Regions from separate parts of the Mus musculus genome. Here region 2 is linked to region 1. Evidence: chromatin contacts called from public Hi-C data. All regions are on one chromosome and are shown on one strand. Each heading gives the region's core, a stretch centred on a gene start, on an enhancer-like site or on the middle of the called end of the contact. The rest is flanking DNA. Distances are from core to core; before and after follow the strand shown.

Region 1 (5,733 bases), core at 1,283-3,782:
TAGCAGGCTCTAGGCAGTCTATTGATGTGTAGCTCTGGATACGCCAGGAAGATGTGTTAGTGGGTATGTACTCAGTAAGGGTGACATTAAAATACTCGCGGAGTCACTGCATCAAATCTCTCACTTAAGTCGAGACTTCAGCAATCATGGTTCAGGTTTTCATGTGCAAATTTGAAACTACCTAATTATTCACCAAATGTCAGTTCTCCCTGTGGAGATGGAATGTGGCTACTGTAGAAATAACCTGTTTTTTTTCAGAGGCATAAGTTCGAAGCCTTCTAACATAAGCTTTCTCTGGGGGATAGAATAGTTTGTTTTGTGGGATTTCTCACTATACCACAATTGTAGAGGAACAATGATACTGAATTTATATCTCATATCATACTGGTCTATGAGTGAAATAATTTCCTTTGAATAATGTTTTTCTAGGCTGGAGACATGTCTCAGTGCTTAAGAGAACTGGCTACTACTCTTTTTTTAGGATGCAAATTCTATTCCCAGTCCCCAAATGGCTGCCTACCACTGACTGTAACTTCAGTTTCAGTCGATCCAGTGTCTTCTCCCACCTCTGCAGGTACAGTTGGCGTACACATTCAGAATGCCTATACACATAAAAATACTATTTTAATTAACAAATAAGCTACCTAGACTGGCAAGATGGCTCAGCAGTTAGGGACACTTGCTATGCACTCAGATAACTTGAGTTTGGTTCCCAGCACCCAAGTCAGACAGCTCATGGCTACCTGTAACTCCAGCTCCAGGGATCTGATGCCCTCTTGTGGGCTCTGTGAGCACTGCACTCATGCACATCTGAATACATCTAGACCAGTACACATAAATGAAATAATAGAATAAATCTGAAGTTTAAAAAGTGTTCCTAGGACTCCACTGATGACCTTTCTAGAAGATTAAAATACACCAGCTTCATAAATGTAACCATCTCTCGCTCTCGCTCTCTCTTGATATAAATAAAAACATACATGCTAAGTTTATGTGTATCTAAAAATCTGAGAAATTATATGTGTATACTTCTACAAATTATGTGTTCATACATACACATATGTAAGATATGTTTTTGGAAACACACATGCACAGAGGTCAAGCTCTCAGTCCAGACCTACTTTCTGGTTTCAGGAGAGGTACAAAGGGAGCTAACTTAAAGGGGGAAGAACGGTTCTCATATCATTTCACATGAAATCCAGGGATGTCTGAATTTTTATGGTCTTCTCAAAGGATCTTCAGCCAGATTTTGATATCCCAAGACGGTGAAGGAAACATGAGTGTCTGGGCCCCCACCTTACCATCCAACCTTTCTGAGGCTGACCCATCACATGCAGCGGTTACCAACAAAACCAATGGACACCTGGAGCAAACAAGACCTTGAAGACAGGCAGCCTTATGTTTCAGTTCCTGTAAGAAATGAGCAATTCAAAAATATTTTCTTTTAACTGAGTTAAAAATAGTTGAAACTGAAATAGATCATCCTATGAAACACTTACAGGAGTAGAAATGTGTATTTTACCAACTACCCCCACCTCCGCAGCCGCCCCTTTTCTTCCCTTAAAAAAAATGTGTTGTATTAGAGGAATTGGGCCGCGGCAGCCAGGATGGAATGTTCACCATGCCACTGGATGGCAAATTGGAGGGAAACATGCCTTTCATCTTAATTATAGGCTGGAGAGGGCAACGCTCAGAGTTCTCTTCTACCATGAGCAGAGGAACTTTCCCAGGGTATTTTTTGTCTGCATTTCTGACTCCTATTGGATTGCAAGCTTATCCATGTGACCCAGCAGGGTCCACTTGCCATAATAAGTTTAAAAATATGCCAGAAATGTTTTCTTTAGTGCAGCCTCTGAGTGTCAAACATGTAAGTGATGGCACCCCCTCCCCTTGCGACTCTGCTTCACCTTTTCCCAGAAAAACGTCTCTTTGTTAGAGACCTATTCTTTCTCACTGTTATTCTTCTAGAAGGTTCGATAATCTGTGGATATGTTTGTACATGGAATGGTTGTAGAACTCCATTCCTATGTCTCTGTAAAATGTAGCTTTTGACTGATAGAATAATTGAAGAAAGCATTGCATGCCTTTGGAAGACATAGATTTTCTTTTCTTTTCTTTTCTTTTTATTTTTAGATATAGATTTTCTTCTCCCTCTTTGAGTCTATTCCCAGTGACTCACCTCCAGTCAACTAGGCTCTTCCTACAGTGGGAATGTGTTGGCACTGAGTCATCTGTTCTCTGGTCAGATGTTCTCAGAAGTAGTGAGTTGTATCTAGATCTAAGGGTGATGGTCAGCAACTCTCTGAGTCCAGCTAACTTTAGAAAAACATAATTAAGTGATCAAAAGCATGTCTTTGGTGAAGAAAAATTGGACTAAGGTGATTTGATGCTTTGATGATATTTAGTTGACTTTATTTCCTAATATTATGTCACCTGCATGTTGGTTCTATCAGGTTGTTGCAGAAAGGAAATTTAAGACTGTGTTTGATGTATTTGGCAGTGTTGGGGGTTATTTTAATGAGAAAATCTGTAACCACGGGCTTGCAATCGACTGAGCCAAATGGCTTAAGCAGAGCTCGAGTTTCACTTCTGTGACTCTGATAAAGCAGCCTGAGAAAAAGCAGCTTGGGGTGTGTGTGTGTGTGTGTGTGTGTGTGTGTGTGTGTGTGTGTGTGGAGTTCGTTTTAGCTTACTGTTCCAGGTTATAGTCCATCATAGGAGGAAAGTCAAGGCACCAGAGGCTTGAAACAGCTATAGTCATACTATACCCACAGTCAAGAGCAGAGGGGGTGAGGGGAGGAGAGAGGAAGAGGAGAGAGAGAGATAGAGAGAGAGAGAGAGAGAGAGAGAGGGAGAGGGAGGGAGAGAGAGAGGAATACATGCATGCCCACTTGCTTGCGAGTTCTTGGCTTGAATTCTTTCCCCTTATACAATTTAGGATCCCTCTGCTAGGGAGTAGTGCTACCCACAGTGGGATGAGTCTTTCTTTCTTGATTAACTTAAGACAAGCTGTCAAGATATACTTATAGGCCGAGCTGATATAGACAATCCCTCATTGAGTTTCCTTCCCAGGTGATCCTAGGTTGTGCCAAGTTGACAGTAAAAGCTACCCATCCAAGATAGTTTACATAATCCCACTCAGAAATAGGCATTCGATGAGGCAACCTGAACTTAGAGAAACTGACAGCAGCAACTGCATGTTCTCTCTCCTGTGTGGATCCTAGCTTATAATATGTTCATGAGCATATACAAAGAGCTATAAGTATGGGTGTGGGACGACACGAATATAGGTGGTGAGGAAGGATAGAGTGTAGGCACAGGGCACGAGTCCTGGATGAGGATATAAGCCTAATTGTTCTACTGATTTAAACTGTCACAGGTTTTGTTGTTGTTGTTTGTTTGGGTAGCAAATGCTTTACAATGCAATGCATCATGAAAAGTGTAAAACCCTGAGTGAAGCCCATGGCTTCAGAACGGCCATTCTACCTGGACAGAAGTTCACCGAGATACACAGTTTGGGACTGGGCAAGTTTTTGCTTGGATGACTATCTTAATCTAGTTGTATGATATTTTCACTGGTGGGTTCATTACAATCCAGTGATGTTATTAAAATAGATTACCAAATCTACATATGAAAGTGGGAGGGGGTAGGAAAATCTTCCACCCGCTGCCTGAGGGACTACTGTCAATTGTTAACTTAAGAGTATAGTCTCTGAAAAATTGACCATATTCCAGTGGAAGACCACCCATCCAAGAATATTTAGGCTATATACATTGGCCTTGATGAGACTAAAAAACGGGAAGAGGGTGTGTCTCTAGGAGAAGTTGGGAGGAGGGAGTGTAGATATTAAAATACATTGTACAGATTTCTAAACTACTGCTACTACTACTGTTACACCCCCACTCCCACAACACACACACACACACACACACACACACACACACATATATATATATATATATATATAGAGAGAGAGAGAGAGAGAGACAGACAGACAGACAGACAGACAGACAGAGACACAGAGACACAGAGAGAGGCAGACAGACAGATACACACACATACAATGCTTTCATTTTGATAAGGATAGTGTCCCAGTATTCTGATTCCTAGATATCATTATCACTCACTCTGTTTGGACCAGTATTTCTCAAATAGGATCATTGTCAGGGCCACCAAAAGGCATTTCTCAATGCCCAGAGGTGAGTCTTGTTGGAATACCTAACAGTGGTAGGAATAGAGGCTACCACAGTGTTGTTAAATGTTCTATTATACAAAGACTATCCTTCATAACAAAAACTTACCTGGTTTAAAATATCAACTGGTGTAGAGACTGAGAAACTGATTTAGAATGTAAACTCTACTGTGTATTGTTTGGTCTAGAACTCTGTCAGGGTTACTGAGAGAAACATGCCTGCCTACCTATGAAAATCTCATCACTCCTCATTCATTCCAGGTCCGTTTGAATGCTACCCTCCTTTGAACTGAGTGTTATTGGTGCCTGAGTTAGGCTCTTGGGTTTCTGAAGTCAGCGATCTTCCAAAGAGGCTGTGAGGGAGGTGATGTATAAGGAACAGACGAAAGAATTAGCCAAATCTTTCTGATGGGAAATGCATGCATTTGCCCAGAAATAAAGTATAAATCTGAAGCTGAAGGGGGCTTACTGCCACTTCTGAGGCTTAGGGAGAATTTTCCACACTAAATTCGTCCCCAAAGCAAGCTTATATTTTCACCGATTTAAGGAGATTTTACTAGTTTGTGGTAATGTGTAGACTGGCCTGTCTGCAGAAGAGCTGCCTCTTTTGCTCAAGCCAGAAGATGCCAGACACTGGAGATGAAGAGCCAGAACCAAACTTGCAGAAATGATCCTCATTTAAATAAAGATCAAAAGATTTACTCTTGTTTTGGAGTTTAAAGTTTTTAAGATTTCTCTTTTAATTCTGTAAAAGTATCATTCTTCCGAATCGGTCAGAGTTTTAGCCTCTATCTTTAAAGCCCCAAACCTTGACTGTTCTTTCTTTCTTCTTTTTGTTCTGATTTTAACTTTTGATGTTTCTCTCTGTCTAATTGGAAGTCTGTCTTCAATTTAGAGATCCAAATTTACATGTAGACAAATACATGAACCAATATCACTTCTACTCCATTTCCCCATGCCTGTGTAATAACTGTTTTTAAACTTATTCTACTTCTTACTCACCCTGCACCATCCCCTCCACCCCCCATGAGCAATTTGCTCATGGTGGCTTTTTTTCCTGATGTTCCCAGGACTAATAGGTCACTTAGTCACCACACCCAATTAAGTGTGTGTGTGTATGTGTGTGTGTGGGGGGGTATCCTCTCTTGGGGTTGTTAGTCTCATTCATATAAAACAGATTCAAACAGAAGCTCCAGGGTGATTTTATTAGATTATAAAAGAAGAAGGGACAGGCAAGCTCCAGACCTCAGCATGTGGAGGTCAGCCCCATGGAGGACACATGACAAGGAGGTCACCACATGGTGATCACAGGACAGGGAGGCCTTAGAGAAAGATGGGAAGTTCAGGGTACCCAAGAAAGCACACTTAGACTCTGGTCATCATCAGAAAGGAAAGAGAGGTGAGAAGAATCAGATCTCATGAGGTCTGTTAAGCCTCATGATGGCTTATAAGGACTGTGCCGTGGGGCAGGAAGGAAAAGTACATGATCTCACTAAAGGGAGAGGGTGTAAGGTAACCCACTTTCAGGAGAGCTGGTCTC
Region 2 (5,733 bases), core at 1,462-3,961, 270 kb before region 1:
TGCTGTTGAATTAATAACTTCAGGTCTTCATCCTTAGCATTCCTTAGACACCAATGTGTCTGAACTTAAATGGTTAGCACTCTAAGAGCTGTCTTCATCTTCAAAATGTACACCGATTGCATCTGCATGATCTTGATTGAATATCTGTCTAAGAGCAGGCCACTGGGGATACCTTGCATCATGTAGTGTTATTTGCTGCTCTTGTGCACAGACACATGTGTGTGTACAATGCTCTAGCCTACATGTGTGTGTAAGCTAGAGATGGATGAGGAATGCTTTCCTCTCTAGCAGACAGCGGGGTCCTCTTGTCTTTCCCTTGCAGCGCTAAGACCATAGGCTGGGACTCAGGTCCTTCTGCTCGCATGGTTAGTACTGAGCCATTTGACCGACCCTACTCCGTTTTCCTTTTCAGTTAGTGTAAGCATGAAGGGTTTAGAGACACGTTGCTGTAGGCCATCTAATCAGTACAGCCTCACATCACGGCCTGACATGGTCTGGACAGCAGGTGGGGATGCAGTGCTGTAGGTTAGACCTCCAATATCCCTGTGCCTGGGGTTGTTGTATTAACTTGTGATTATCTGGTTTATCTTCATTGTGGATGCTCTAAGCCGTATGCTCGGTGGTAAGATTGCTTATGAAGCAATCCAGTAGATCGACTTGCAGAAGAACAGTGTAATCTGCTTAGTTTAGGACTTCTGTGGAAGTTAGGTCTAAGGGATGTAGCTTAGCCTGCAGAGTACTTGACCAGCATGCACAAATGCCTGGGGCTTAGCCTCAGCACGGTGTGAACCATGTGTGCTGCTGCAGTTCGTGCCTGTAACCCACAGGCAGTGGTAGAAGCAGGAAGATAGATCAGAAGGTCTGGCCCAGTCTTGTTTCACAGTTAAGTTTGAAGCCGGCATGGAATACAGGAGACAATTGTACACCATTTTCTGTGTATTTTAGCGTTAGTTCTGCTGGGTTGTTGATGGGAGGTAACAGGTAGTAGAGCAGCGTGTGTAAGAGATGTGGATTTTGGCCTGTGCTTCAGGGCTGACTTGCTCATGAATGCTTGAACAAAGGCTTCATGTCCTGAGCCCTCGTTCCCTTTCGTCATATGGAGTGATATTCCCACCTGGCAGGCACTCAGAGAGTCAGAAATGTGGTGCTGCAGAGGGTCTAGCCAGCACACACCGACTCAGTAATACAGCAAAGACAGCCACAACAGGCAGGCAGGGTCATCATGATAAAATGTAAGTAATAGGACCAGCAGGGCTCCTTGACAGATGCTCTTGAGAAACTTAGAGGGAATCTGGGACTGTAAATGACAGTGTAGCCATCTGGTTTTGTTTGTCTCTTGTTTTGCTGTCCTGCCTTGTAAGGTCTCTTTGCACTCATGTAGTCTTGGAAGTCACATTTCACCCCAGACTCACTTATTTTAGTACAAAGCTAGGGTTTGGTGCTCTTTGCCACTGAGCAGCGTATAAGCCAGGGTCTCCACACTTTCCTATATTCCTACTGAGGTATTCTTTATAGAAGCCTCCATTCTCTGCGGGGATCCATCGCCCCTCAGGGTGTCCCTGTGACCATTCTGCTATTTAAATGCATTGCTGTGCCATCCGAGGTTGCTCCCATATTAGCTAGCACCCGAGTGTCCTGGTTCTTGTACCGTGTCTCCATTCACTCTTACTGGTTGTGTCAGTGCTGGCAGGAAGGTTGTGGCTTGGTGATGGGATCTTCTGCCTGCTTGTGCCCTGTGAAGTCACTGCTGTACTGCATTCCATAGGCCTGGCATGAGGTTGTTCTGGAACTTTCCTTCACGCTGAGCCTGGAGACTTTCTTCTCCCTTGGCTGTCTCTTCTGCACTGCAGTTAAGGAGCCTCCTGAACGGGTTCTACTTCACACTGTCTTCTATTGTCTGTCTGTTTTCCTGTGTGATTGTCTCAGTTTTACCTTCTCACCTGCCTCCCTTCTCCTCAGCTTCACTCCAGGTTGGCCATCCTTGATGTCTAATGGGTGCTTTAAAACCAAAGTGAACCTGAATTCCAGGCTGAGAGTTCCTTGCCTAGTCCATTAGGCCAAACCTGCTGTATTTTATTTAAACAAGAATTTTAGCTATTCAAATTACAGACTATGAAGTATGCTTAAACTGTCATAATTTCGAAAGCCCTCAGACTATCTGGAGTACCAATCTATTTATTGTTCCTGATTCTCAAAGACTGAGCAATCTTGTTTCACTGCCTTTTATAATTCTAAATTGTATTGTTGATAAATTTAAAACCCAAACCAAAAAAAACTGAATTGAAACCAGGTCATGATGGCTCATTTTTATAATCCCAGCACTCAGGAGGCTAAGGCAGAATTGCTGCGCGTTGAAGTCCAGCTTGGGCAACATACAGTAATGAGTCGTAGTCTAACATGGTTTGCAGTATGAGACCCTATTTCAAATTACTACTTTAATCAAAAGCTTTGAGCAGTTAAGTTGGCCAGCCTGCTGTAATTGTTGGTCCTGAGTGCCAGCAAGAGCATGGGGTTGAGTCAGAAAACCTGGAATAGCTGTGGAGCTTCCGCTCCAGAGAGTCCAGCAGTCAGTGGGGAACAGGGCCCGGCCACTCACCTGACAAGCATTCCACTGTCGTGGTCTCACACCACACGAGTGTTTCTAGTCCCCAGTGCTGGTTCCACTGCAGCCGGTGTCGATACGTGAACTACTAAGTCAGCTCCCAGTCTATGCAGTTGTCTGCCTCCCTGGCTCCCGGCTGTTCTGGGTGCAAGCTGTGATTTAGTTTTTTATCCCACAAAGGCAGAAGCGGTCCATTTTTCCTCTTAATACATAAATAGGTTCCTAAAAAATAAACAAGCTGTAGCACAGTTATGTAATTAGCTTGTGAAACCTTGCGGACATTTTGGTGTCTTTTTAAAAAATGCTTGCTACATAGACACAGCCCCCAGATGGGATAGATTTGCAGACTACCTGTGGTTGTGAGAACAGGACTTGGTTTTGGTCACGTCAGTGTTGCAGTACACACGACTGCCACACGGTGGTGCTGTTGTTCCACAAAGGAAGGCGTGTGTCCTTAGCTCCAGGTCTTACCCCGTGGCTGCGTGGAATGACTTGTCTCCTGAGTTTGTTGCTTGCTTCAGTTACTTCTAACTCCTGGGCTTTATTAGTTCCCGACTCCGTGACTGTGTCAGGCAGTGAGACCTTGTATGTCCGCGCTGCTACAGACTCTGGAAGAGGCACTGTCTCAAGCAGCTGCACAGTGCCAGTTAGCTTCTCGCTTCAGTGCGCTTGGGGTTAAACTTTAGGCTCCATTAAAGTCACTGCCAAGGATTTTCTAATAAGGTACCACCAAAGGTTAATTAATGTTGTCCAAATATTTTTAAAAGTGATGCCAAATCTGTATTTTCCCCAACTCTAAATTATTTTGCTTTTATGTTTCATTGGTAGAATTGAAATTTTTTCTTTACTCTGTATTTGTATATACATGAGCACAGAATATAAAATCAATTTTATATTATTTTGGTTTTATCTCATTTCAAAGTACATATTGAAAAGTTTGTTTTGAAGTATATAATTTTTAAATTTTCTTTATGGTTAAATTGATTTGTGAATGTTTTGGTTCTGTGATTTTTCTTAGACTGAAGTGAAATCAGAAGAGAGCCCAGGGTGGAAGATTCTGCGAGATGATTTCATGATGGGAGCCAGCATGAAGGACTGGGACAAGGAGAGCGAGGGCGAGGAGCCTGCTGGTGGCAGGGCAGAGGCCGCAGCCAGCCGTTGAGCGGCAGACGGGAGCATCCAGCTCCGCTGCAAATGACCCGACGGTTGGGAGCCTGCGCATGGCCATCTGCCAAATGCTAGGACTTCCTGAGAACCTGTGCTCTAGGGTTCCTCAGGTGCAGACTGTATTAAAGCTGTATTTTTAATTCTTACAGAAATTTAACCTGTTTTTCTAAAATATTTGTACAGAGAAATATTTTTTTTCTTGAGCAGTAAACTGCAATTTTCTAGGATCCTTTGCTGTGGACACATGCCCATCATCCATCAGGGTTTCTAAAGTGCGGTCCCATTTATAATTAAAGTGAATTTGATATGAAATCTCTGCTTCCCTGCTCAGATCCATAGATCTGTCTGTCACGGAGGGTGGGTGATTGGTGCCGTTGGTTTGTGTGGCTAAGCCTTTAAGAAAAAGGTACATAAAATTTCAAATTGTTATCTTTTCTATTTTAGTTCTAGAAAACCAGTGAAGCTGTGTGATTTCCTCCACTATTTCTGTGAAACTTGGCTCCAGTTACCAAGTCTGTAAGGGAAGTAGGTATTGAGCGTGACGCGCTCTCATGAGAAGGACCCGTCTCTCTCCATCTTTCCATGAAGGGAGCCCTGCGACCACCCATGGCACACACTTGGATCTGCTCTACACTGAGGCCCAACCCTGCCCCTGGGTTGGAGCAGGAGGTTTATGTTTTCAGGCCAAATCAAGGGCTATAAATGTTCCATGACTACGGGGCCCCTGTCAGAGTGAAGCTCGTAGCATGGTGCTGAATGCTTATTATAGGAAAGCCGTAAGGTGCGTGTGTGTCTGTGTCTTCATCTCACTCGGGAACGTAAGTGCCATATTAAATTGTGTGGCTGGTGGTTTTGTCATTTTAATCTAAATAACTGTGAGCAAGCTTTCTCGGTAGTGATCCAGGGATGCTAAGTAATGGGACATTGCTGAGCGGAGGTTAATGCAGCACACAGCGTCTTTGCAGCTTCTGAAGCCCGCGTGGATAACAAAAGGGCATGCACAGCTGCCTGTGATGAACAGGTTGTCCTGGAAGCAGAGCTGACTTCTCTAGCCCTTCAGTTAACTTCAGGAAGTTGAGCCCAGTTTTCAAAGCATACACAAGGAAGAGAATGTTCACAAATTTCTTCTTTCAGAAGGGATTTTATTCCATCATAGAATCAAGTTGCCCCTGGACCACAGTGCCACTTGTAAGAGAGCTCATGACGTAACTTTGTCATGTGAACATGTCTTATAGGTTTTAGAGTCCCTGTGCCTTGGTTGTAAAATACTGAAACAGAACCTGTATGTGCGAGGGGGATGCTGAGGAGCACGTCTGTCTAACTCTTGAGTCGGACTTGTGAGATACCAGGGTAGTCTTGGAAATCTCCATCATCCAGCTTCAGCTTCGCAAACAGGTGTGCACCGCCACAGCCAGCTACTGAGTGTGCGGGAGATGGGTGTAGTAAATGGCCTACCTCTGTGTATGCACCGTGGCCATTCAGTACCTGTGGAGGCCAGAAGAGGGCGTCAGTTGCCCGATAGAGAATCAGAGAATCTGTGAGCCTCCATGTGGGTGCTAGAAATGGAATCTGAGCTCTGGAAGAACAGCCAGTGCTCTTAACTGTTGAGCCATCCTTCCAGCCCCACGGCTGTTGTTTTTAAACATTTGTTTATTTTTGTTTGTATTTGTATTTCTCTCTTAAATATGTGGGCATGAATGTATTGTTCTTGAAAGCCAAAGGAGTGAGATCTCAGGGCCAGAGTTACAGGTAGTTGTGAGACAGTGTGTGTGTGTGTGTGTGTGTGTGTGTGTGTGTGTGTGTGTGTGTACCAGAGGTAAATAGAGATGTCTTCCTCAGTTGCTTTCCAGCCTACCTAGCTGGTTGCAGTTGAACATCAGTATGTCTTACTTTTACATGGTTGTGGGCATTGAATTCAAGTGCTCTTCCTTGCATGCTAAACACTTTACCAACTGAACTACCTT

Evidence for each region. Hi-C and Micro-C count contacts between places; a contact is called where the count stands out from the background.
Region 2: a Hi-C map of muscle stem cells shows a contact between it and region 1, with 3 times the contacts expected there. The contact joins two enhancer-like sites. A contact is called at or near these places in 24 of 39 promoter capture datasets (the 3T3-L1 cell line, 3T3-L1-derived adipocytes, the C10 cell line and 15 more), 4 of 15 datasets of contacts at CTCF or cohesin (embryonic stem cells and pro-B cells), 114 of 484 Hi-C or Micro-C datasets (the 4T1 cell line, the AML12 cell line, the AtT-20 cell line and 58 more), 13 of 115 datasets of contacts at active chromatin or transcription factors (acute myeloid leukemia, bone marrow-derived dendritic cells, embryonic fibroblasts and 3 more) and 1 of 9 other capture datasets (embryonic stem cells).

The regions. Positions count from the first base shown.
Region 1 is chr1:186,451,375-186,457,107 of GRCm38.p6, reverse strand. No RefSeq gene overlaps it. Among named protein-coding and RNA genes, the nearest start is that of Gm35426, 32 kb to the left of the region's middle. Within about 2 kb of position 2,532, at least 31 of the 459 cell types and tissues checked have an H3K27ac peak or open chromatin away from gene starts, as enhancers often do. A contact at or near this core is called in muscle stem cells and pancreatic cancer cells, where this site is marked.
Region 2 is chr1:186,719,434-186,725,166 of GRCm38.p6, reverse strand. Rrp15 (ribosomal RNA processing 15 homolog (S. cerevisiae)) reads left to right here. Exons shown (of 5, transcript NM_026041.2): 5 at 3,621-4,081. The coding sequence ends at 3,764. Among named protein-coding and RNA genes, the nearest start is that of Tgfb2, 16 kb to the right of the region's middle. Within about 2 kb of position 2,711, at least 33 of the 459 cell types and tissues checked have an H3K27ac peak or open chromatin away from gene starts, as enhancers often do. A contact at or near this core is called in muscle stem cells and pancreatic cancer cells, where this site is marked.